Linked DNA regions of Mus musculus: region 1 is linked to region 2. A link is a contact called in public HiChIP or PLAC-seq data. All regions are on one chromosome and are shown on one strand. Each heading gives the region's core, a stretch centred on a gene start, on an enhancer-like site or on the middle of the called end of the contact. The rest is flanking DNA. Distances are from core to core; before and after follow the strand shown. Region 1 overlaps Slmap (sarcolemma associated protein). Region 2 holds the start of Arf4 (ADP-ribosylation factor 4).

Evidence for each region. HiChIP or PLAC-seq counts read pairs in DNA pulled down with a chosen protein or histone mark.
Region 1: a contact with region 2 is called in an H3K27ac HiChIP or PLAC-seq map of extraembryonic endoderm stem cells. The contact joins the enhancer-like site here to the promoter of Arf4 in region 2. A contact is called at or near these places in 2 of 39 promoter capture datasets (cranial neural crest and neural stem cells), 4 of 115 datasets of contacts at active chromatin or transcription factors (the SCID.adh cell line, extraembryonic endoderm stem cells, microglia and 1 more) and 2 of 9 other capture datasets (adipose tissue and liver).

The regions. Positions count from the first base shown.
Region 1 is chr14:26,423,344-26,430,170 of GRCm38.p6, forward strand. Slmap (sarcolemma associated protein) reads right to left here. Exons shown (of 23, transcript NM_001310445.1): 17 at 6,445-6,567; 18 at 4,899-4,973; 19 at 3,892-4,212; 20 at 3,222-3,339. Among named protein-coding and RNA genes, the nearest start is that of Gm34223, 23 kb to the left of the region's middle. Within about 2 kb of position 5,233, at least 2 of the 459 cell types and tissues checked have an H3K27ac peak or open chromatin away from gene starts, as enhancers often do. A contact at or near this core is called in extraembryonic endoderm stem cells, where this site is marked.
Region 2 is chr14:26,633,471-26,640,416 of GRCm38.p6, forward strand. It overlaps Arf4 (ADP-ribosylation factor 4), which reads left to right and starts at 4,664. Exons shown (of 6, transcript NM_007479.4): 1 at 4,664-5,016. The coding sequence starts at 4,950. Dennd6a (DENN/MADD domain containing 6A) reads left to right here. Exons shown (of 20, transcript NM_001134465.2): 20 at 1-852.

The DNA.
Region 1 (6,827 bases), core at 3,983-6,482, 210 kb before region 2:
GTCTGTCAAACATTCACCTCTGTGCTGGCTAGTTTTATGTCAACTCAGCACACTCTAGAATCATCTGGGAAGAAGGAAGCTCACTTGAGAAAATGTCCTTACTGACTAGCTGGTGGGCAAGCTTGTGAGGTGTTTTCTTGATTGACTGATGTGCAAACCTCCAATCTATTGTGAATGGTGTGACCCCCTTCGGCAGGTGGGGTCATATAAGAAAGCAAGCTGTGTAAGCCATGAGAAGCAAGCCAATAAGCAGCACTCTTCCATGGTCTCTGCTTCAGTTCCTGCCTCCAAGTTCCTGCCCTGACTTCCTTCAATGATGGTCTGTGACCTGATAGTTGTTCGATATAATAAACTCTTTTCTCTCCAAGTTGTTTTGGTCATGGTGTTTTATTACAGCAATAGAAACCCTGATTAATACGGTATCTGAAGCTATTCCCCAGCTGTAATTACATTATTATTTTTATAATTTGCTTGTAAAATTAATTTACATATTGGGCTGGAGAGATGGTTCAGCAGTCAAGAGCACTGGCTGCTCTTCTAGAGGTCCTCAGTTCAAATCCCAGCAACCACATGGTGGCTCACAACCATCTGTAATGGGATCTGATGCCCTGTTCTGGTGAGTCTGAAGACAGCGACAGTGTACTCATATACATAATAAATCTTTTAAAATATTCACACATGAGGACAATAACTTAATACGAATGAACCCTTTTCAGAGCCTGGGATGTATTTCAATGGTAGAGCATGTGGCTAACATGACCAAGAAACTGGGTTCAATATCCAGTATAAAAAAAAATAGTTCCTTGTTCAATTCTTTGATAACAGTTTAAAAAAAAGGCCTTTTTTGGCTTAGAGAAAAATGAGCTCCCACAAGCAGTTAAAAGAACGTAAGAGTTTCAGAGTTGGAGAGATGGCTCAGTGGTTAAGAACAGTAGCTACTCTTCCAGAGGATGTGCGTTTGATTCTCTGGATCCACAAGCATTTGTAACTCCAGTTCTAAGGAATACACTGCCTTCTGCAGGCAATGCATGCACGTGGTGTACATATAAAACATTTTTTTAAATATAAGATTTTCAAAGTAACAGAGTTATATCTTTAAGAACGGAACTTAATTAGATTCAATACTATAAATAAAGAACTACACAGCACATATCTCACTCCGATTACACAATAGGCAGACTCTTAGAGAGGAGTCTGATAGTATTAGGCCAATATACATAGGCACTGAAGGGCCTTTATACCCTGTGTAAAAGAGAATTGTAGCAAGTAAATTTAGAGTGCTCAGGCACAAATGTTCAATAAACAGAATTAATATGTGTGAATTTAGACAGGTGACTTGACTAACGATAGGTATTGATACAGTATAACTTTCTGGCACTTATTATCTTACAAGGGATTCTCCCTGCCTCAGCATCCCACACAGCTGTTCTTCAGGCAAGCAACAAATAACCAACTGAAGCCTAACAGTTTAAGTAACACGCTTCTACTCACATGGTATCTATAAATACAATTTTGAATATTTAAGCAAAATTGACATAATTTAAAGAGAACAGTACTTTAACAGTCTGCTAGATTTTAATTATTCACATCTCAAAAGTGAGAGGTGAGGAGGTTCAGAATATAGGTGGAGTAGATAATGCCTATACTCATAGTACTTGAAAGTCTGAAGCTGTAGGAGTTCAAAGCCAGCCTTGGCTACACAGCAAGTTCAAGGCCAGCTTGGGTTACACGAGACCCTATTTCAAAGTACTAACAAAATCAATCTGTTTATATGTGCTGCACCCAAGTAATCAATATGTTCACATGTGTGCATATGTATATGTATTGTGGGTCTTTATTTTAGCCTCTTTCTATTTTAAGCATTGCTTTTACTGTTTCATGTTACAAGGAAACATTTGTTTTATTCATTAATTATCATTACATATTCAAAAACGTAATGTACATAAAATCCATGGAGCAAAGTTACAGCATTAGGAAAGAACAATCAGGGGCTAGAGGGGTGCTCAGTGGTTAAGGGCATTGGCTAGTGCTCCAGAGGACCCAGGTTTGGTTCCCAACACCTTGTAAGTATCTGTAACTCTAGTTCTAGAGGTTTTGGAGTTCTATAGAGTCCAATGCCCACCACATAGAGGCTACATATGTATGGCATTCTTACTGTATGCAAGCAAAATACACATACATATAAAATAAAAATACATAAAATCTTTTAAAAAGAGAGAGAATGAAAGTGCTTTGTAAGATTTCATGGTGTTATAATGAGGGGCTTTAGAGAATAAATCAGCAGATCTTATTCTTCAGGTCTTTTCTTACTGAGTTTAGGAGGGGTGAGGGGTTGAGATAAGACTACCCAGACTACAGAGCTAAAGGACTTTGAACTCCTGGTCCTCCTGATTGCATCTCTCTCTCTCTCTCTCTCTCTCTCTCTCTCTCTCTCTCTCAATCTCTCTCTCTCTTTCTCTCTCTCTCTCTCTCACACACACACACACACACACACACAAGTGTAGGGCTACAAGGGTGTGACACCCAACATATAGATTAGTTCCTCTGTGTGTGTGTGTGGCCTGTGTATCAACTATGTATTGTATGTGTATTTGTACATGTACAGGTGTGTGCATATATTCCTGAATAAGGGAAAGCCAGAATGAACGTCAGATGTCTTCCTCTAGAGACAAGGTCTTACTGAACCCGGAGCTTTCTATTCTGACTAGTCAGGATGGAGCAAGCCAGAGGTCCAATTTCAATCTCTCAAAATCTCTCTATAATCCCCTCTGTCACACTAGGAATGGAACCCACAGCCTCAAGTCCTCCATAGCTTGTTATATTCCCAGCCTCTTCCTGTGTGACTCAGAGGCTAAAGTTATACCTCTGTGGTAAACTCTTTGTTATAGTTTTATATCAGCACTCTAACGGACGAGGTGAGAGAACAACAATTTTATATGTGCAGCACACTGGTAACAAGGTACTTCCAGTGTTGGGTCTCTGCTCTTTGTTTTCAGCAGGGGCATCCAAATGGATCTGAGTTCTAGGTTAATCCAAAAGGCGTAGGCTTATAGGATAGGGTGATAAAAGGTATGAAATTACATAATATTTATTTACTATGTTTATCTATATAACTAGTTTGGCTGAACATTTTGCTCCAAAATGATATTTAAGTATCAAATTCTAATTTACATAAAATTAAAGATAAATATTTTGAAGTTAAAAGGGCAATGCTCACATACTTGTGCAATTCTTTCTCTTGTCGCTGCAGTTCTGAAGACAACAACACGTTCTCCTTTTTTAGAGAATGGCATTCCGTTTCCAGTACATCCCACTCCTTCTTCAACTTCTCCAGCTCACCTAAAGTAGTCATAAAACATATTTGTTAATATAGAAACCAAAATCTACCTATTCAAAGGAGACAGAGTACCATTTCAGAGAACCGCCTCTGTCTCCTGAGTACTGGCTTTAAGGGTGTCCCACTACGCCTGGCTGCTTTGCTGTTTTAAGATAATGTTAATGTTTGCTTGTTTTTGGCACAGGCTCTCAGGATATAATCCAAGCATGCCTTAAATTCATAATCATCTGGTCTCTACCTCCTAGGTACTGGGATTATGGGCATATAATACTTCAATATATACTTCAATAGCATTATATAGAATTAACAGTACATGTCTGTAAAACTGAAACTTATTATAGGATCTGTAGACCTGCAGAATGTACCTACAGCCCTGGTTTATGTTGTTACCTTCTATCAAAGAGAAAAATTACTGCTGCCATGAGTTAAGAGCTAGCAGGTGTAGGCCGGGACAGTACAATGAGACTAAAGGCAACCCCCCCACACACCCCCACCCCAGCCCCACCTCCCTGAAAAGCAAGAGGTAGGAGCTTTAAGCTTAAGAACTCACTTACCTTGCAACCTTGTTGCCTCCTCCCTTTGCTGGTCTTCACACTGCTGACATCTAAGCTGGAAGCTGCTCTGCAGACTTCTGATTTCATTCTCGTATTCAGACGCTGCTTTCCTCCAGCCCTCAAGCTCCGCTCTGACCTTCTTAAGCTCTTCTTGCAAAGAAACAAAGTCAGTGTCCCGCTCAGACACAGCCTCTGCTGCTGCTTGACGAAGGAGCAAAATCTCATCTTGGGCACTAAGCAATTTATCTCTTGTGCTGGAGATTTCCGTGTCCTTTTCCTCCTGGAGATTCTCCATGTCCATGTGTAACTTCTGCAGCTGGACTGTAAAAGTGTATTTATCTATCACTTTCTTAAGTCATAGGAATTAGGAAGGAAATTACAGCACATTACAGGCTACAACCTCGCTATCACAGCTGTTTCTTATGATTAAACTGCACAAGCAATCCATGTTTGATACAGAGAATACCAGAACACAGATATAAAAGGAGAAAGCCAAAAGGCTAAAGGAAAGTTTATTTTAATATTTTGGTATTTATTCTCCCTTTATAAAATGCCTTCATACACACACCCACACATACCCCTATATACATATAATAACAAACACTGAGTAGAAAGGGATTTACATATGTATGTATATAATATATATTTTTCTATCCTCTTGCTGATGAAAATATTTTGGGGGTAGGCAGTGAGTCAGAGTTTTAGCTCAGGCAGGACTCAGATTATGTAGCCTCTTATGTGCTGGGATTACAGGCATTCACCACCACAGTTAGCATCAACTCTGCCTTTTCAACTCCAGTGTCTTACAGTGGGTTACTAGCACAATCTCCCCCTTTTGTCTGCTTTAAAGGACAACTGTCCAAGGGCCTGGTACGATAGACAGTTTCTCGGAAAGAACCAGAGCCATGACGACTGAGGCCTCTCAGCAATCTTACTTTCCATTCTTTTGCAATCGCTGAATGCAACAATAACCATAGTTATCTAAAACATTCTTGGGTGCCCCATACCTTGAAGAACCTGTATTTGTTTAGCTGATTCTTCAACTTGATTTCGATAGGCTTTTCGTTCTTCTTCCAAAAGAGCTAAAAAGCAAAAATACAGTGTACCTAATTTTGTGAGTTAGTGAAAAAGATTCATAATTGTGCAGCTAGAAATTTCTAAAATTTGTCTTTTAAAGTTTATGGAAAGACACAAGGTTAGATGATAAGTTTTATCAGTATTAGCCATTAAGATTTTAGAACACAAAACAATAGTAAGTAACAAATCTATAAAACCCAGTGCCAGAGTTTCTATAGACTGAATCACCAGCAAGCCTTTCTCACACAAGAAATAGCCAAATCATTGTTAGTTATCATTTTGAGCAATGTGATAGCACACACTTACAATCCCAAATACTGGGAAGGCTAAGACAAGGAAGCTCACAAGTTCAAGACCAGCCTAGGCTGTGTTAGAGGGTTGGGATATACCTCCATGGTAGAGTACTTACACAAAGGCCTAGGTAAAATACCTAATACCATTAAATTTAGCATATTAAGGATCGGACATCATACTGCATACGTAATCTAACCCAAGCACTGAGGTCACAGAGGCAGACAGATCTCTGTGAGTTCAAGCAAGTTGTCTATGTAGTGAGTCCCTTGCTAGCAAAGGCCATGTAGTAAGACCCTACCCATAAACAAACAAACAAACAAACAAAAGCAACAAAAACATCTACCTTCAACCTCAAAAAAACCCCAAATCTTAAAAATCATACACAAAACTAAAACAACAACAACAACAACAACAACAAAAACTCCAAACACAAAATTCTTGTGTTTACTGTCAAGCACACAGTAAATACAAAATAATGGCTGATTGCTAAAATATTTTTTCATTGTAATTAAACATTAGCCTGTATCGCGTATAATAGATTCAAGAGAAACAAATATTTCTGCAGTTCTGGGGACAAAAGCCAGGTAGGCTGGCCTTCCACTGAGCGGTAGGCACCTTAAGATAAGCTCATCCACATAGTAATGTTTTTACGAATCAGGAAAGGAAGTAGTTAGGAATTCACAGCTTCACCTTGCCATTTGAATTGTTCTACTCAGAAAGGGTATCTTATAAAACTTAGGGAGGTCATAAGAATCCATGGGCTGGATCTTGGGACTCTCCAAGATTTTAACTGCCTAAAGGCAGATACTGGAATGCTATGGAAGCATAAGCCTGGTCCCCAAGTGGACAAGATAAAAAAGACTGTTTGTTTTTCTTTTGAGGGCATCTAACTACCCAGGCTGGCCTCAAACTTACACTCTTATTCCCTCTGCTTGGCTTAGAAGATTCCATATCCTCAACCTTGTCTGAAACCTTCCTGTTAAATAACCACCCCTCAAATGTGAGCACCAACTCTAGGAATAACTCAATTTTCAGGGTTCCCTCCCCAACAAGGCTTGTGTTACACTGGTTGTTGGAGCATCTAACATCCAAACACAGGCCTCTGGGCTCTGAGCTCTGTGCTGTCACATCACACTGCTGCCTCCACAGGACCCCAGGGAGCTGCAGGGATCTTCATCTCACCTTGAAGTTCAAAGCATTTTTGTTTACTTGTTCTAGCTAGCTCCTGGGCTTCCACCAATTCTTTGCGAAGATGCTGAATGTCTTGTTTGGCCTCAGTTTCTGACTGGGTACCCTGTAAGTCATCTGACAAAAACATGTTTATTTTAAAAGCAAGTGTTAGTACTGAACTATAATCTCTATAACTAAAGTCTGGCACTCTTTTTCACGTTTAGACATACATAGCTTGTAATATAGCACAATTGAGTTAAATAAAACTTAGAAGCAAATTAGGGTAAGCACATTAGTTATTTTTACCTTGAACAACAAGAGTTAACACAGATACTAGTACTACTATAAAATATAGACAATAACATACATATTAATGTACAGCTCCTGTAAACTTG
Region 2 (6,946 bases), core at 3,414-5,913:
AGAGGAACTTGAGTTCAAGCTCTGGGCTATAAAGTTAGATGCTATTAGAAAGAGCCAGGTGCTGGAGAGAGAATTCAGTGGGTGAGAGGACTTGCTGTACAATCACTGGGGCCCACGTTGGTTCCTAGCATCCTTGTAAGAATTTAAAGTTACATGCACCTGTAACCCTAGAACTGTCGGAACGGGCAAGAGAACGACTGGGGCGTTCTGGGGTACCAACGTAGCTTCAGTTTTAGTGAGAGACCCTTTCTCAGGGGAGTAATGGGAAGAATGACAGGATACCTGATGTCTTTTTCTGGCCTTTAAATGTGTATGATGCACATGGCATATAAACCACAAACATACAGCACATACATAAGCTTACATATATGCAGGTAAACATACAAGACATACATAAGCTTACATATATGCAGGTAAAAAGTAGGGGGAGGGGAGATGGGCGTGAGGAATGAACTGGTGTGTTGAGAATTTGGACAATGTTACCATGTCTACCTCAAGTTGTTAGGATGAATGAGATATAGGAAATGAAGTATAGAATTGGCCTGGATAAACAGTAGCAATCCCCCCCCCCCAGGGTTCAGTTTCCTTACTTCTCAAGTAACAAGTCATTGTGCATAGTGGCTACATAATATTTATCATCAGAAGAAATAGGTTACTATCCTAATTCCATTTCCCTTACAACTTGAGCTACGTGTGTGGTTCAATCTCTCTGATCCTGAATAACCTTATCTGTATAATACATTCCAGCAGGCTAGATGTAACCTGTGGCCGCTGGCAGCTACAGTTACTATTGTTTTGTGATCAGTTGCCTACTTGATATATAGCATATTCTTAATTAAAAGTCTAAAAATATGTTTTGATATTACTTTTCCTTTTGTTTGTTTTAGGTTTTGAAGAGATGAACAGAATAATAGATCATTTTTACTTATTTATTTTAAAGATTTATTTATTTTATATATGTGAGTATATACCAGAAGAGGACATCAGATCCCATTACAGATGGTTAGGAGCTACCATGTGGTTGCTGGAAATTGAACTCAGGACCTCTGGAAGAGGAGGTCATTGCTCTTAACTACTGAGCCATTTATTCTTCTTAACTAAAGAAGATACAAAAGTTCCCCTGAGTGCTTGGGTCAGAAATCCAGCTCTAAAGCCTGGAGGTGGGGGAGAGGGATTACATAGTTTGGAGAAATTTAAAGACTAAATTTGAGATCTTTTTAGTGCTGGGGTTATAGCTCAGTTGGTAAAATGTTTTTTTTTTTTTTTTTTTTTTTTTTAACATACATGAAGCCCTGAGTTTGAGCCTACCATAGTAAGTTTGGGGCCCTTGGAATATATGAACCTCTGGGAGAGATGGGGGCAAGTAGAGACACAGGGAGAGTGGGTGGGAGAGGAGGACACTTGGAAGAGTGGCAAGTACTTTTTCCTCTTCAGTACTTTATATGTGTGTATGTATGTATGTGTGTGTGTGTGTGTGTGTGTATATATATATATATATATATATATATATATATATATAGTTTTTAAGTGTAATCTAGGATGTTTGTGTATTTCCCTATTATGACTTTTTTTTTAAAGATTTATTTATTGTTATATGTAAGTACACTGTAGCTGCCTTCAGACACACCAGAAGAGGGCATCAGATCCCATTACAGGTGGTTGTGAGCCACCATGTGGTTGCTGGGATTTGAACTCAGGACCTTAGGAAGAGCAGTCAGTGCTCTCAACCGCTGAGCCATCTCTCCAGCCCCTATTATGACTTTTTAAAAAGCTATCTGGTTTGTATCTTAGTTTTTGGTTTGGACTTTACAAAACTTAAATAAGGGCTAGAGAGAGAGCTCAGTGAATGAGCACAAGTAAATCCTAAAAAGATCAGGTGTCAGTGGTTGGCTAGAGGCTGCTAGCAAAGAGAGGTTAAGTACAAAGGAGTATGGGTAAATTGGTTTTGTGGATAACAGAAATAGAACCAGTGGTCTCATGAATAAGGATATAGCAAATTATTTTATTCAAGGCCAAGTAAAAATATAGAGTTCATATGCTACAGGGGAGCTGCTGGCTCCAGTGAGCCATGGTTACTATTTGGGGCTTTCTTTTGCAGGCCCAAGAAAAAAAGGAGTTCTTTTCTAGGCATGGTACGCAGGTGGCTTTTTGTTTTGATTCATAGGCTGATGTTATGTTTTTGTTCACTGCACATGTCCTTTCTTACATTGCATCTTGTTTTAATTATATGCATGCCCCATCATGACTAGGCATAGGGTAGTTAATAGGTGAGTTTCCCATGCAAGTTCACTCACAGGATAGTTTGGCATAGTTTAGACTAGATTGTCCCAATGCCCTTAGTTTGGTTACATGTTTGGCCACAAAAGGGGAGTTTCTAAGGGTTTCTCAGGAACTAAGCTTAATGCAGGTGAGGGTCTCAGGTTGCAAGGTACATTATTGAAAAAGCTGTGTATGTATATATAGCTCAAGCTAAGTGGGGACCTAGGTTGTCAGGCTATGTCTATGCTCACCAGCCTTAGAAACAGTTATATGGCAGAATATATGTTATTAAATTGTACACTTAAAATTGGCAAATCAGTGCATGAAGTTATATCTCAGTAAAGTGATTTTTTTTTAAAGTACAAGTAAAGCTCTTTTTTTTTTTTTGACCCTTTCAATATGGGTTTCTCCATTCCCTGCAAAGTTTTCCTTCCTTCATAGTTAATCAGGTAACTGCTAATGACTACTGAATACTATTTTAAATTCCTGTGCTGTGTCCACATGCTTGCATACAATATACACAGATATACAAATATACAAATATACACAGTGATAAACTGTATTATTGCTGGGTTCTCATAGAGTTCAGGCTTTGATAACCTTGTCTTCCTGATCCTCCACTTTCTATCTGACAAGAGCTGGGATTACAAATGTGCCTTATCACAGATGGCAGAAACGTGTGTTTTGTTTTAGAGTCAGTCTCATGTACTTGAGGCTGGCCCCTGCAGCCTGTACTCTGCAGTGGAGCATATCCTTGGTCTTCTCATCATCCTGTCACCACCTCCCATCTGTGGGGAATGAATAAACTCAAAGCTTTTATGACAAGACTTTCATTAACTGAGCTATATCCCTAAAAATCTATTTTCATATCACCTTACTGTATTTACTATTTGTCCTCCATTCCACTAAAGCTACTTTGGAGATATTTTTATTAGGATACTGTGTATAGTTCTGATTTATTTTAATTCCTCATATTATCCTAGAGTGTGGATATACCATAGTTTATAGGTCATATCCCTGTCATTATTTGCAGTATGCCAAGTTCTCTGTTTCCTTAATGCTTTCAGACAAGAGGAACGGTGGGCTCTTGCCAATAACATTAAATAGGAAGCCTTATTTCTGAACAGAAGACATCACACATTGAACCTAAGAAATAGAGAACTGCTCAAACAAAAAGTACCTTCCTAGAGAAAATACTTAAGAGCTGGTGAACACTAACTAGGAAGGGTAGGATTGTGGGCGCTACTAACGGTAAACTTTAGCAATAGTTATAAGGTGACATTCTTAGATAATTTGCTTCCCCCCTACATCGTATTTTGTAACCAGTAAAACGGTAGTAAATTCTTCATTATTATTCTGGGAATAATAGGAATGAATAGGACAGACAAGGTTCCTGTTTCAGAAACGCAGTCTTTAGTTGACCTCTCAAAAAATTAGTACTCTACTGGGTGTGGTGGTACAAGCCAAGAAACCTGGCCATTCTGGAGGGTGATGTAGGAGGATCACAAATTCGAGAGCAGTTTGTCATCTCAAAAGGAAAACTGTCCACAGTGGTAGAACGCTCTTAGCAAGCTTTGAAATCCTGGGTTCCATCCTCAGTACTGGAAGCGGATGGAAAACCGTCATAGCATTCTGATGATTCTTGGCGTCATGCCTAGGAGTTTTCCACCTTTACTCTGCCAGCAGGTCTGTTTTTAATTCTCTCTGGAGAAGCTAGAATCAGATGCTGCCCTTGTGAAGGCCAGCCACGCTTTAATTACTAATACTTTCACCCAACTGCAAAAATCAGAGACCCCTTTATCCTTAGAGGGATACTTTAGATGTCTATAAGTTTTTTTCAAAAAATGAATAAAATTAAGTCTATGCGAGTAAAGACTTTCCTTTGTTGTGCGGGTTGTCTTTGGATCTCCTATCCCTGCTTGCTGTGAGCAGCGAGCTACTAAGGATATTTCACATGAAATCCGTCTCATCGCATGTCCCTACCCAGCCTGGAAATTTTTTATTAAAACAGGGTCCATCTTCGTTCCTTCATTGTGACAAACTTACTGGTTGCTTGCAAGATTTGATTACATTTGTGGGAGTGGGAAACCACCGAGGCTCCCGTGAAGAAGTCACCCAGAGGTCAGCAAGAACGTCACCACTCAGCCCACAATGCACATCTCGCCTACCCGAACCTTGGACTACTACTATTCATCCGGGCGGAAGCCACTCACCTCGAACCCCATTGGACGAGATGCAGCAAGGACTCATGGGAGCCCGCCTGTCCTTCCGTCTGCCTGTGCCAACCGTCTTCGCTGGGCTCCACGTCCGGTAGTTCGCACGTCGGCGTAGCGGGCTCAGGCCCATTGCGCGCAGGCGCGGTGGCCCGGGCGGCGCCTGCAACGCAGGGGGGTGGGGCAGCGCTGACGCGATTCTGTCCGCGTTGGAGCGGGCGGGCCGCCGCCTGAGTCTCCGCGGCCGCCGTGTGACGTGGCACAGCCGAACACTTAACGCCGCGCCGGAGCCACCGCACCAGACGCCTAGCAGGTCCCGGTCCCGCTACGTCCTGTCCCGCGGCTTCGCCGACACTCCAGCCAGCGAGACAGGTCTTCAGCGTTTTCTCCTCCGCCCACTCGGTTGTGAGCCGGAACCGTGAAGGCCCGAGGGCGCACCAGACCCCCTCCTTTTGACCGTCAAGTGCCACCACCGCTATGGGCCTCACCATCTCCTCTCTCTTCTCGCGCCTGTTCGGCAAGAAGCAGATGCGCATTTTGATGGGTGAGTGAGGGACCGGGGCCGGGGAAGGCCATGTGTCTTCGCCAGCCGGTGGCCCGGCGCCCAGCCTTCTCCGGCTGCGGTGGGGGAGGGCGATCAAGAAGCATCGTTCGGGGAACAATGGGGGCGAGGGGCGAGGGGTTTGTTTCCCACAGAGGCTGAGCCAGAGAGTTGGGCCAGATTTCCTCGCTCCTGGCTTTACGTGCCTTTCTCTTCCTGCTGTAATTGAGAGCCTGGGGAGATTGAGCGGAGATAGATGTAGGGTTAGCTCACACTGGCGGAGCTCATTCTAAAGGTGCCGTTCTCAGGGTGCAATCTTCCTTCCACCTCACTTCCCTGGCGGTGGGCAGCGGTCGAGAGTGAAGCTGGCCTATTCCAGCCTTCCTCCTCCTCCCCCTTTCTTGGTCGTGTACGCCCTGTGCACACAACCATCGGTATGTGGCCCGGGCCAGGAGCCGCCTGGGGCAGGAAGTGACCAGGCCCACTGTGGCGAAGTCACACTTGGTGCTACCCAAGATTCGGAAAAAAAGTCCGGAGACTTCTGAGCTCACTTTGCTTAACTTTGCCTTGCTCTGGATTCGACTTTCTTTTCTCGTGATTATGAAGCCTATTCTGTGAAAATGAAAGTTATCCCATGGCTGTCTTTCAGTTCTAAACCTGTTTGGTTTGCTATCTTTGCTCTTTCATACGAATCTTATCCATTTGGCCTGGATAATAATAAAATCCAAAAGCTTTTAGAGACGAAATCTTTTTTTTTTTTAAACGGATAGTTGTAAAGCACCTCAATTGAGCTACAAAAAAAAAAAAAAATCGTTTGTTTAAAAAGCTGCCTCGCTGTGACAGGTTTTATTGCCCAGCGGAGGCCTTTCGCTTGGGCATTGTAAAGTGGCCTCTCCTTAGTACAGCAGTCTACCTCACAGCTGAGTTGCAAGGACCTGAATGACGCCTTTTAAAAAGCCCCGAGAACACTGAATGTTGACGCTTGTTGAGTGTGAGGAGCAAAGGGTTATTTTGAGCACCCACTCCTATGGAGCGCTTCAGTTTCCGTAGTGCTGCAGAGCGTGGCTGTACAAATTGGCTATTGTTAGTTTGTTCAGCTTCTTTACAATTCATAAAAACAATTGTGCGAGATCCATTCACAAAGCTAAGTGAAAATGTTTTCTTTCATAGTTTTGCAGATACTCTTTATGAAAAGGACAATTATTTTAGGAGGGCAGACTGTTATTTAAGCTTTAATTGGTTAGAAATTGGCAGTATGAAAAAGGCTGAAGTCAAAGGGAGGACTTTGCACTGTGATAAATGGGTTTCTTAGAGATTATCCAGTACAGGATTGTGTTACTGAAAAATAAAGAATTTATTGTCGATGTTACTGTCATTGTCAGAGTCTTGTGATGGCTAAAGGGATGGAGGGAGAAGCGTGAAATGATGGTTTAAGCACTGTACTATGTTTGAGAAACTCTCCTGTCCATCCTGATTGAAAGAGAATGGAAGTAGACAAGCATTTAGCTAGCTGAGATTACGGAAGGGGTGGAAGTCACGGTTTGGGTTTACTCTTTTTATTTAAGTATTTACTCACTCAGGTTTGCTATTCTTTTTGTTTTAAAATGACATCAGGGTCTCTCTATATAGCCCTGGCTGTCCTGGAACTCACTGTGTAGCTCTGTAGACCAGATGGATCTTAAACTCATAGATAGCCACCTCCCTCTGCCTGCCAAGTGCTGGGATTACAGGTGTACACTTGTCATGCTTGTGCCCAATTAAATGGTCTCTGCTGGGCAATAAAACCTGTTACTGAGAAGCAGTTCTTAAACAGTGTTTTTTTTTTTAATAGCTTAATTAAGGTTCTTTAGAACTATCTGGCTTAAAAAAATGATTTCTAAAAGTTGACTTTCTAATTTTATTATTATCCGACCCAGCTAGATAAAATTAGTTT